Regions from separate parts of the Zea mays genome. Here region 2 is linked to region 1. A link is a contact called in public Hi-C data. All regions are on one chromosome and are shown on one strand. Each heading gives the region's core, a stretch centred on a gene start, on an enhancer-like site or on the middle of the called end of the contact. The rest is flanking DNA. Distances are from core to core; before and after follow the strand shown. Region 1 holds the start of LOC100280526. Region 2 holds the start of LOC100282356.

The links. A called contact is a pair of places that touch in the nucleus more often than the background predicts.
Region 2: a Hi-C map of ear shows a contact between it and region 1, with 2.1 times the contacts expected there. The contact joins the promoter of LOC100282356 here to the promoter of LOC100280526 in region 1. A contact is called at or near these places in 2 of 25 Hi-C or Micro-C datasets (ear and tassel).

The regions. Positions count from the first base shown.
Region 1 is chr4:43,092,882-43,098,603 of Zm-B73-REFERENCE-NAM-5.0, forward strand. LOC100280526 reads left to right here and starts at 4,121. Exons shown (of 10, transcript NM_001153444.1): 1 at 4,121-4,404; 2 at 4,586-4,631; 3 at 4,739-4,851; 4 at 4,987-5,254; 5 at 5,620-5,681. The coding sequence starts at 4,393.
Region 2 is chr4:43,701,798-43,707,650 of Zm-B73-REFERENCE-NAM-5.0, forward strand. LOC100282356 reads left to right here and starts at 3,168. Exons shown (of 12, transcript NM_001155268.2): 1 at 3,168-3,554; 2 at 4,635-4,696; 3 at 5,003-5,105; 4 at 5,447-5,523; 5 at 5,608-5,669; 6 at 5,804-5,853. The coding sequence starts at 3,393.

The DNA.
Region 1 (5,722 bases), core at 2,871-5,370:
TTTATTATTATTCGAAGCATTGTGCTATGATGGGTCATTTATGTAATCGCTGTGTACGTGAGTTCTGATGCTGGCACGTACATGGTCCGCATTCGGTTTGCCTTGTAAACCCGGGTTTGACATAAGTGGTATCAAAGCCTTGCTGACTGTAGGACCGCTAGCCTAGAGTAGCATTGGTCGTTTTAAGGACTTATTGACTATTACTTCACCTCATTCTTATCGTTGCTTCAAAATATTAGCCACCTTGACTTATTCTATGTTATGATCTCGTATATCACCTTGCCAAAAGTATTTTATTCTATTATTGTCTATGCTCTACTAATTCATTCTATTAGATCTGATCTCACTCTTATGCTTGCAACATCTTTGTAGATGCCCCTGACCATAACCTTCTTGTCTTTTAGGGTTCTTTCCTCTTCCATCGTTAAATTGCTATCATTTGGAAATCTTTGTTCCATTGGTAATGACATGCTCGTATCCTTGGATTCTTCAATACTCTTATTCCTTAATTCAACTACTTACCTCTAAATATCTGCTGCCTATTTAAACATTTTAGTTTATATGCCCATGACCTTCTTGTCTTCTAAGATCCTTTCCTATTTCGTTGTTAAGTCGCTATCTTTTGGCAATTTCTATTCTCTTGGTCTTATTATGCTCGGATCCTTGGAATCTTGTGTACTCTTATCTTTTTACATATGCTTACCTTTACACTCTAATGTCTATTTGAAACATTTTAGTTTACATGCCCTTGATCACCCTTGTTTCTCGATAATCCATGAGACCATGAGTGACATTTTATTTCAAACATCCTTAGTGATCTCGTTGTTTCCTTATATCTTCCTTCAGTGATGAATTTTCATTTCAACTATTTTGTTGGAACCTTACATGTCTTACCCTTTTAGTCAGTAATATTATTACTTACTCTTTATTATTATTCGAAGCATTGTGCTATGATGAGTCATTCATGTAATCATTGTGTATGTGAGTTATGATACTGACACGTGCATGGTTCACATTCGGTTTACCTTCTGAAACCAGAAGTGACACCAAGGTGGGCCCAGGGCCACTGTCGATATCCTGTATCCGGGGTACCACTACTACTTCCTCAAGGCAGACTCCTGCTCGGTTAACACTAAACTGCGTGCTAAGAAAATGAGCAGTACAACCATGTACCGCCATGTGTACTAGGTGGTATGTGATTAGGGGCTGCCCCTATGGGTCCGGACCCCATGGCTGGGACTCGGACCCCGCAAACACCCTTAAAGTTCGCCCAGGGCGGCCCCCCGGCTTAGCACATACGAATGCTCGGACCTCAGGCGTCGAGTCCCGAACCTCTGGCAGTATGAGCCCAGGGCTTACACTGTAAGTGTGCCCTTGTCCCGCACGCTCTGCCCAAGCAGGTGTCCGGAGTCGCCACGTGTCCCTAGGACATGTAGCGCAATCCTTCGTCTAGAAGTAAACTCTCTACCTGTAGCCACACTGCCTGCATTTATTGTAGGGTATCCGAAGCGTGCTCTGCATGTCACTAAGCATGACATGATGTATAGACTGACAAGACTGCCCGCACGTTTCCAAGGCGCACAACAACATGCCTACGCCGCACACATTTAATATCCGTTTGAGATAATGAGAGTTACCGAGACATTTATCTCATGTGTGTGTACAACACCATCATGAGGCACCACTCAGCCACTCGATGCACCCACTGTTGCAGGTCGGATGTGACAACGCAAAGATATCACATTAATTCCTGCGTACATTGGCATGCCCTATCCCTGTAACGTCAGCATGCTGAATGGCTTCGAAAGCATACATAGGACGACAGACAAGGAGAACATACCTAACCATGGAGTCGACACGATAGTCGTCGAGGGAAGATCTCACTCCGTTGTTGTACTTATAACTTTGGGTAGTATATATTTAAGACGAGCACACTGGGCCCACTTGTCAGGGGTCCAGCTCTCTTGTGCATAGTCCCCTCATACTATAAAAGGGGAGCACATGCGATGCAGGAGGGTGAACACACTCAAACTAGCTATACCTAAGCTCTCAAACAGTCTAACTCACATTGGATGTAGGGTATTACGCTCCGGTGGCCTAAACCACTCTAAGGCCCTATTTAGGATAGTTCCAGCTCTATAAAATTTGGTGGAGCCAGTGGAGCAGGTCATTAGGTGCTTCAGAAAATCGTGGAGCCGATTTTGTAAACATTTAGAAGAAATTTAGATAAATCATTTTATTTATTATTTAGATTAAATATATTAAAACTATTTAAGTTGATATTATAAACTACAGCTACACACTAGAGCTAGAACTTGAAGCCATCCCAAACACACCTAAAAATCGTTGTGTTCTTGTGTTCATCCATTCGCTCACGCAAAACTCTATGCACTCTCCTCATCTTAGGACAAGGGTGGGTGCATTCCGCCACCCGGCCGAAAGATTCCCCCTTCGACAGATCCGGACAGTGTAGTTCAGATATTAGATACAGATATGGGATGCCTGATATCCGTAGGATTTTGGATATCCGGATATCTTTTTTGAATAATTGTGTGTAGTTTTGATGATTGTTTGAAGAAAAATAATAATAATACACAAATAGCCTAAAAATCATGAAATGTTATGGAGGTGTAACATATGTCCATGTATATATATATATATATTTTCTCAAAATATTTGGACCATAAAATCCATAATACGCCATCATTTTTCTATTTCGCTTCCATTTGTTGCGTGAGTTACACGTGAAATCGGTTTAAGTATCCAAGTTTCAAAATAATCAATGTTTCACTTTATCATTTTGATGTGGGGATTTAAGGTATATTATTATAGAATGTTTATTAGTCTTGATAATTTTTTTTTGCATTTTTGATCGATGCTAGAATATTTTATGAATTTAATTGTTTTTTGTTTCAACAGAAAAATTAATAATATATAAATAGCCTCAGAAATTCATGAAATTTTATAGAGATATGTCCACATATAATCCTAAAAATGGTTGGACCATAAAATTTACAAGATGTCAACGTTTATTCTATTTTACTTCCACTTATTGCATGAGTTACACGTGAATCTCTCTAAGTATCAAGTTTTAATATTATAAATACTTCACTTTATCATTTTCATGTGGAGACTTAAGGCTATGTTCTTAAAGAAATGTTTATTAGTCTTGATAACTTATTTGCAATTTTTAATCAACACTAGAATATTTTATGAATTTAATTGTATTTTGGTGATTTTTTGCATAAATAAATTAATAATACACAACCTCTGAAATTAATAAAAATTTACAGAGACACACCATATATCCACGTATAATCCTTAAAAATATTTAGATTTTAGAAGTGACTAAATCATTACAATAACGGTAATATGTGTGGAATGATGTCTTACATGATATCCGATAAAAAATTATTACAAACGCTATTTGTGTCTGATTAATTTCGTATTCGACACATGATTATTTGTATTTGTATCGAAAACATCCGTATTTAAATTCGTATCGGAAGCTATAATTCAATTCTGAATAAAAATATAAAAATAAATATAGTTTCACTGATATCTAGCCCCGCTCTATGAAGCTCTCGTGTAGTCATATGGGCCCATATGGGCCCGCTGTGTTGTGCGAGTTACCGTCTCGTGTCCCCACCCCGTCACAGTCAGGTACATCGGCCGACGCGGACGGCGCTGGCAAAACCTAGAGCTCTTTGGTAGGGCTTATTTTTCAGCTTCGGCTCTGGCTCATGCAAAAGTTGTGTCAATCATCTCTTTTTCAAATGGCTTCACCAGTGAAGTGCTTTTCTAAAATGAACTAGAGGGTATGAGCCAAAAAAGTGGCTCACCCGGCTTCAGCTTACGTCATTTTTGCACAATAGCCCTTCCACCAGTCCAAATTATTTTTTTGGTCTTGCCCTTAATCCCTAGCCACGTACAGGAGAGATAAACTGTACAAGGGTCTTTCTGAAAAACAACCTATAAGCCGTTTTGCCAAATGATTTTTTTAGAATAGCTTTGGCTCATCTAAATAAGTGGTTTCAGCTCGTGAGTCAGAGCCCAAGCCGTTTTTGAAGAAACCAGAACCCTGCCAAAGGGACCCCTAATCTGATGTGCACCTGAGTTCGAAGCCGGACCCCTAATCTGATGTGCACCTGAGTTCGAAGCCGAATTCACGACTGCAATTGCAAAACCCTAGCTACCGCTTCGCCGAATTCCCTGTCCTCCGCCCGCTTCGCCGAATTCCCTGTCCTCCGCCCGCTTCGCCGAATTTCCTCTCCTCCCCGCCCGCCGCCCGTCACCGCGGCTTCGTCTGCGCTTGTCCCTCCCGTTCCAAGGAGCACGTGCTTCTCGCCGCGCCGTTCGCCCGCCGCCGCCGCCACCGGTTCATCGCCAGCTATGTCTTCTCAGGTACCGCCCTCACCTCCTCGGTTCCGCCGGTCGATTAGGGTTCGAGTCAGTGTAGTCGCCCATCAGTCGCGCTGGAAGCTTGTTAGCTTTGTTATTTGAGCTCCCCACTCTGTGTTCGTCGACCCCCCTCTGGATCCCGCCTATCCGGCGTGGTCTCACGAATTAGTATGTGGGTTCACAGGTCGACAGCCGCAGCCAGTCCGCCGGGAAGCGCGCGCGCACCGACGGTAGGTTGCTCTTGCTCCGCCGCCTCGTTATCTCACTCTCCGTATCTATCTATAAGTTGCATCTGAGTGAATTCCCCTCGGCGTGGGACAATAAACCTCCTTCTCAGGCAGCCGGCGTGAGGACGACTGGGTTTGCCCCAGCTGCAAGAACGTTAACTTCGCCTTTCGCACCACTTGCAACATGCGCAACTGCAACCAGTCCAGGCCAGCAGATCACACGGTACATGATGGTTTCACCTCGCTTTACTGCAGATTGTTGGCTTGCTGCTTTGCGCATAGTGTACCTGTGGTTACTTCTGCTTGTTGCTTGCCCGTTTGCATTTACCTGGTGCTGCTATTGCTTTCTGTTCAGAAGGCCATGCAGACCCCGCCTCGCTATCCCACATCAGGAGGTTACATGAGCCCAGGGACGCCACCGTCGATGTACCTTGGTGGTGGTGCTCCCCCATATGGCTCTTCAATGTTTAACGGGCCTGCAATGACGCGCTATGGTATCACACAGTTCCCTGGGGGTTCTGCGTATCCATATGGATATGGTGGCCGCATATCAATGGGGAGCCCCTACGGGCCAATGCAAATGGCTGGGCCAACCGCATACTCTGGTGGATCTATGATGGGAGCAGGTAGGTAACTGGGCTTCTGGCTATGGGAGGCATGCCCTATTTTTATATTGCCCTTGCATTAATTAATATAGCTATCAAATTAAATAGGCAAATCCGGTGCTTTCGGTAACGACTTTTATGCAAATCATAGTGTGTTAAACTATTAGTTTTACATAATATGAACAATGCAATTTATTTTCACTTGATCTTCATTTCCACAAATGCTGGCAATAGATAATACCCTTTGCAGTACCATTGTGTTCTGCCACATGTTTTCTAAGCCACTTCATTTGGTTGAGGCTATGACACTTGATACATCTTTTTCAGTCCTATGTTTCCCACATGTTTGTTCACAAGATTTATCTTGCTTATTATCCAATAAACAGGTGGAATGTATGGAATGCCCATGGACAGGTATGGGCTAATACCTGCTGGTTCTGGTCCAATGGTATGTGCTCTTGTGAATTTTCTTCTGTATACCTATTACCT
Region 2 (5,853 bases), core at 1,918-4,417, 610 kb after region 1:
TAAACATAGTGCTACTAAAGTGTCTCCTTTTGAGCTTGTATATGGGCAGGAAGCAGTGTTGCCTGTGGAAATAAGCTTGAATGCTGTCAGGTTCGCCAGACAAAATGATCTAACCGTCATGGATTATTATAATTCAATGATGGATAATATTGATGAGGTGACCGACAAGAGGGTGATAGCTTTGGGAGCAATAGAAAAGGACAAGATCAAAGTAGCCAGGGCCTACAACAAGAAGGTCAAAGCAAAGTCATTTCAAGTAAGGGACCTGGTGTGGAAGACCATCCTGCCTCTAAGGAGTAAAGACCGAAAGTTTGGGAAATGGTCGCCAAGCTGGGAGGGTCCATATAGAGTAAAACAGGTAATGTCTGGTAACGCCTATTTATTGCAAACATTACAAGGCAAAGATTTACCCAAAGCCTTGAATGAGCGTTTCCTTAAGCAGTACCATCCTAGTATGTGGCAAGATGCCTAAGAGAACCGATGTAATCACATCGAGTTATTTGCTTTTGGTTTGCTCAGCTCCACCAAAAGGCAGGGGGCATATAATGGGCACCAAATTGAGGTGCGGACAGTCCGGCCTTGAGGCCGGACGGTCCGCGGTCCGGACGGTCCGCGTCTGTGGGCCGGACGGTCCGCGCACGCGCAGAACAAAAAAGATTAGGGTTCCGAGTTTTTCGCTGTGTTTGTTAGCGAAAATCGCGGGATTTGCTCCGAGTTTTGTTGGTAACGGGTCCAGCCCCCCTCCTCTATAAAAGCAGAGGATTACAGCCGATTAATCATCATCAATCGAATTAACAACACTTCTATTTCGCATTTTATCCTAGGAGTAGTTCTAGTCTAGTTTAGGTTTAGCCTCTCGATCTCCAAATTCTCGCTTCTCTTCGACTCTACACCGATTAGAAGAGTCTAGGTCGGCCTGCCGAGCCTAGACATCACCTAGGATCTCTCCTCCCCGACAGGGTCCCTCCCGGGAGCGAGATCCAGGCCGCCGCCGACGACTTCTGCCGCCTCTGCGTACGCGCGGACCGTCCGGCCCCCAAGGCGCGGACCGTCCGGCCGTCAGGCAGAGAAACCTAGCCCCTGCGCCAGGTCGCGGACTGTCCGGCCCCAGGCCGCGGACCGTCCGCGCCTGACCAGAGAGCACCGCCACGGTTCTTGTTGAGTGTTTGGCGCTCTGAAAAGGCGTCAACACATATGGATTGAGAACTAATCGAACAAGCCCTCGTATGAAAAAATTTTCTATCCTTGCATTTGGTTCATAGGAATTATGCATTTCATGTTCATAGGAATCTCTCCATATATGTAGGGGTGTAAACGGATACTTATTCAGATATCAGTTTTTTGGTCTTTTTTCTTTGATTGTGAATTAATAGAATATAGAATCTGCTATGCAAATTTATATTCTTGTTTTTAGTATTGAGCTTGTAAAGATTCATGAAAGGTAAACCTAAAATCTATCATATATCTTCTCAAATAATAAATATAAATTTCGGATACAAATCGAATATGGATACTGATATTTTTTTACCTTTTTTGTTGTATGGAGTAAATAATGTATGAAATAATTTATACAAAATTTTATTCTTATTTACAATAATGTGCTTCATAACATAAGAAGAGATTAGCATAAAATTTCATACATATTTATTTTAAAATATTAAATTTGTTCTAACAGTTTGGATATCCGTTTACACCCCTACATATATGTGTACAATTCCATGGGAATTTTAACATCTACGGAAACCTCTCTATAAATTTCCTGTGCACGAAGTACAAGGAATTCTTTCTCATGATGCATGTGAACGCATAATGCAGAAAAAAGAGTAGCAGTTTAATTAATAAAAGATATATTCTATTCTTAGATTCCTGTATTTTTCCTATGACTCATTCAAACAACTTTCTATACAAAATTCCTATATTTTTGAATCCTAAGTTTTGCAACCGCTGCTGTATCCAATTCCTATATTTTCCTATTTCTATACTTTTATATTCCTGTAATCCAAAAGACCCCTTAGAGCATCTCCAAGAGCTAAGTCTCTCCTAAATCAAGTTTTTTAAAAAAACACACAAAAACGTGTCTCCAACAATTCCCCTAAAGTGCTCCCAACTTTTTATAGCCCTTAAAACTCTCTCATCTATAGTTACAAATGAGGGATTTTTTGAGCTCCCCATAAACAATCCGTCGCTTTAGGGTTTGTTCGTTTATTTTCAATCCATATGGATTGGAGGGGATTGATACGGATTGAAAGAGATTTTGACTTATTAGGGATTGAAACCCTCTCGATCCCCCTCAATCCATATGGATTGGGGTAGAACCGAACAAGCCCTTAAGGGATCTGTTTGAGAAATGATTAAAATCTACCCCACTAATTTTTAGATATCCCTTAAATTTAATTTTCAGGAGCCATTTTCTGTAGAGCTCTTGGAGATGTTCTTAGATTGTAGTATTGAGCCTTAGGAATTTGGAGGGAAAAAAATCATTTGTCATCTATTTCCTATGCAAAACGCAGGAAAATAAACATCCAACAATAGCTCTTTTTCCAATCCTCTGCCCAACCAAACAACTCACCACTTATAATTACAACATTTTACAATCCTCTATTTTACACATGCACTCCTACATTCTTTCTACATTTTCCTATTCCTGTATTTTCCAATTCCTAAATTCCAAAGGAGCCCTACATTTGTAATTTCATAGGAAAATTTCCAAGAGATTAGACCTCGAAAATTTCCATTTCATAGGAATTGTATAGAATTTGTAGGAAGCCAATTATTTATTTCAAAGAGCCACATAGGAAAATTTTCTATAGGATTTTAATCCTTTAAAGTTCATTCATTGAAGTCCTTGATTTAGGGTAGTTTGAGAACCTTATTTTCCTAAAAATTTCTACTTTTCATGAGAAATTAGTTATTTTTTTCTAAAAAATAGAAATAACTTAGAAAAATAGGGACTAGCTGTCAAAACAGGAATGACATTTGGGCAAAAAAGGCACACGGTTAGCAAAATCCTTATCCAAATTCGTAGCGGCGGCCCCGAGCCTGAGCGAGCAGTTTGCAGGCAGCAATAGCCCCGGTCCCACTTGCCAGTGACCCACAGCAGCCACACGGAAAGCTCCACGTCACCTAGTCACGGGTTGAAAAATCCCCTTCCTACCCCTCCCCTTCCTAATCTCGATAGGGGTGCGCGAGGACGAGGAGAAAAAACAGAGGAGGAAAAAATATCACCTTCTCTTCCTGCATTCCCCTGCTCGATCCCCGGCGAGGAATTCGCCCCCGAATCCATCGATTTGCTCAGTCCAGTCCGCCGATCCGTGGATCGATTCGTGCGTGGGCTCTGTCCTCCCCGGGGTTCCGATCTGGTCCTCGCCTCGCCGGAGGAGGAGCTGGAGGAGATGAACGGCACCGGGGGCAGCCACCACCAGCAGCAGCACAGGCTCCGGCAGCAGCAGCAGCAGCAGGCGCTCCTGATGCAGCAGGCGCTGCAGCAGCAGCAGCAGCAACATCAGTACCAGTCCGGCGTCCTCGCCGCCGCGGCAGCCGCGGCCATGACCCAGGTCGTCCCCCCGGATCCTCGCCTCTCGATCTGCTGGTCTGCGAGCGCACTGGGCTGCAGTAATGCGCGCCGATCTGCTTGTGAGCGTGGGAGATTGTTTTCTTTGCTTTGAGCATTTTTCCTAGGCTGCCTCGCTGGTTCACTGTACATTTTTTTTTGGTGGCGGGCTAGCAGCAGCACAAGTTGCAGCTTGATAGATTGGATTTCTTCTAGCTCATTCTTTTTGGTGGAATTGGAGAAAGCGCTGTTGCTGCACAAGTTTGTCTGCTCTATTGTTTGTGTTACGTTTCTGGTCGCGTACAAGATGCTTGTGCTAGTGGCTCTATCGTTGTTGCGACTTGGAACAAAGTTTGTTAATAAAGGAAGACGTTTGGATGTGATTGCTCGGAGGACAGTTACTACTAATGAGCCAAAATGGATAGAAAGGATTAGGTTCTCACTCCCTTCATGCTTTTAGCTAAAGATAAAATATTTTTTCTTTTGTTCTCCCTTTCTTGTCTTTGCTTGCACCGTACCACCATGGTCTACATCCTGTTCCCCATATGTCATTTGTATCGGCTGTGGATTGGGTGGTAACACACACTGATGATCTGATCTGGTCGTATCTAGAATGTTGTGTGCATTGAGTTCGAGCATTCTGCTTAGGTTGCCCCGCAAACCATTGTTTGGGGTGTGGTTTTAGTGCATTTATTGGTATTTTTATTTTACAGGAATAATGAGTTGCTGCTTTTTAGTCTCTATATAGCCTGTACTATTTATAACTCCAGCTTTATGAAGTGTGTTAATTGGATTATATTATTTTTGATAGTTAGTTGTACACTGACCTTTGTTCCTTAAGCTAAGGAACGAAAACAAATGGCATTGCTGCTTATGCAAATCACATTGTGCCAGTGGGGAGAGATGTTTGGTAGTAATTGTATGCAATCACAGATTCTATGTCGAATGGGATACAATATGGCTAGAGGAACTGGGTTTATACTCCCTTTACACAAATTATACTTTATTTTGATTTGCTTGTCATTAGCTTGTTTTGCAGTAAGTAAATTGTTTTTTATTTTCTTCTATATTTTATATTTTGCAGATGGAACCTATTTCCAATGGCAATCTTCCACCTGGCTTTGATCCTTCCACTTGTCGCAGTGTGTGAGTGCTTTCGGTGTTCTTCTCTGTTTTCACTTTCATATGTGATTGATAGCTTACTTTGCCTTTTTCCCTTTTTATCTGTGCAACTATGTTGTTTTTTTTAAAAAATAAAAACCTGGAGGTTTAGAAGGTAACGGAAATCAAATTTAGGTAATGCATAGTTTCACATTTATGCTGGTGCTAAAATCTGTAGCTAATTGTAGTTGCATAGTCTAAAGATAGTCTTATGGTATCTATCTTGAAGTTTTATGTAGTTATCTTCTTTTCCCAAAGTATGATTTTAAGTCATGATGATATGCTGAATAGGTATGTTGGAAACGTGAACCCTAATGTCACGGAGAGCCTTTTGATTGAAGTTTTCCAGAGTGCTGGCCTTGTGGAAAGATGCAAGCTCATACGGAAAGAGAAGGTGAACTGCTGCAGTCAATGTTTAAGATTTTGAGTACAAGTGATTGCATTAGAAATTATTGTATTTAAATAGTCCTCCAACTTTTCTGAAGGCACATGTGCTTATGTGTTGATCCCAAGGTTTTATGAATGCTAGAGAAACACCATTTCTTGATATTCTATTTTTTTCTTGGTGTGTTACTGTGTCAGCACATAGTTGTAACTTGATGGTAAATTTTTCCAGTATGCTTTATGCTTCTGTGTAGAAGTCTCATGATCTTTTTCTCAGGCTGATGAGTTCACGGCATATATACTGTTTTGAGTCAATTGCATTTATCTGATGACATTAACCTCTTTCCGCAGTCATCCTTTGGGTTTGTGGACTACTATGATAGAAGGTCTGCTGCTCTAGCAATCATGACCCTTCATGGCCGTCACATGTAAGTTCTGTTATACTACTATGAACAACACAAATTTCAAAGATTTAAATTCTGGTATTCTTTATCGTCGCAATCCTTACACAGATATGGACAAGCAATCAAGGTGAACTGGGCATACGCAAGTACACAGAGGGAGGATACGTCGGGTGAGATATTCTAATATATATATATATATATATATATATATATATATATATATATATATATATATTCTTGCTGTCTCTTTCTTTTCATATCATACTCCTTGTTTGGTTAACCGTGCCCATTGAATTATTTCCAGGGCATTTCCATATTTTTGTTGGTGATTTAAGTTCTGAAGTGAATGATGCA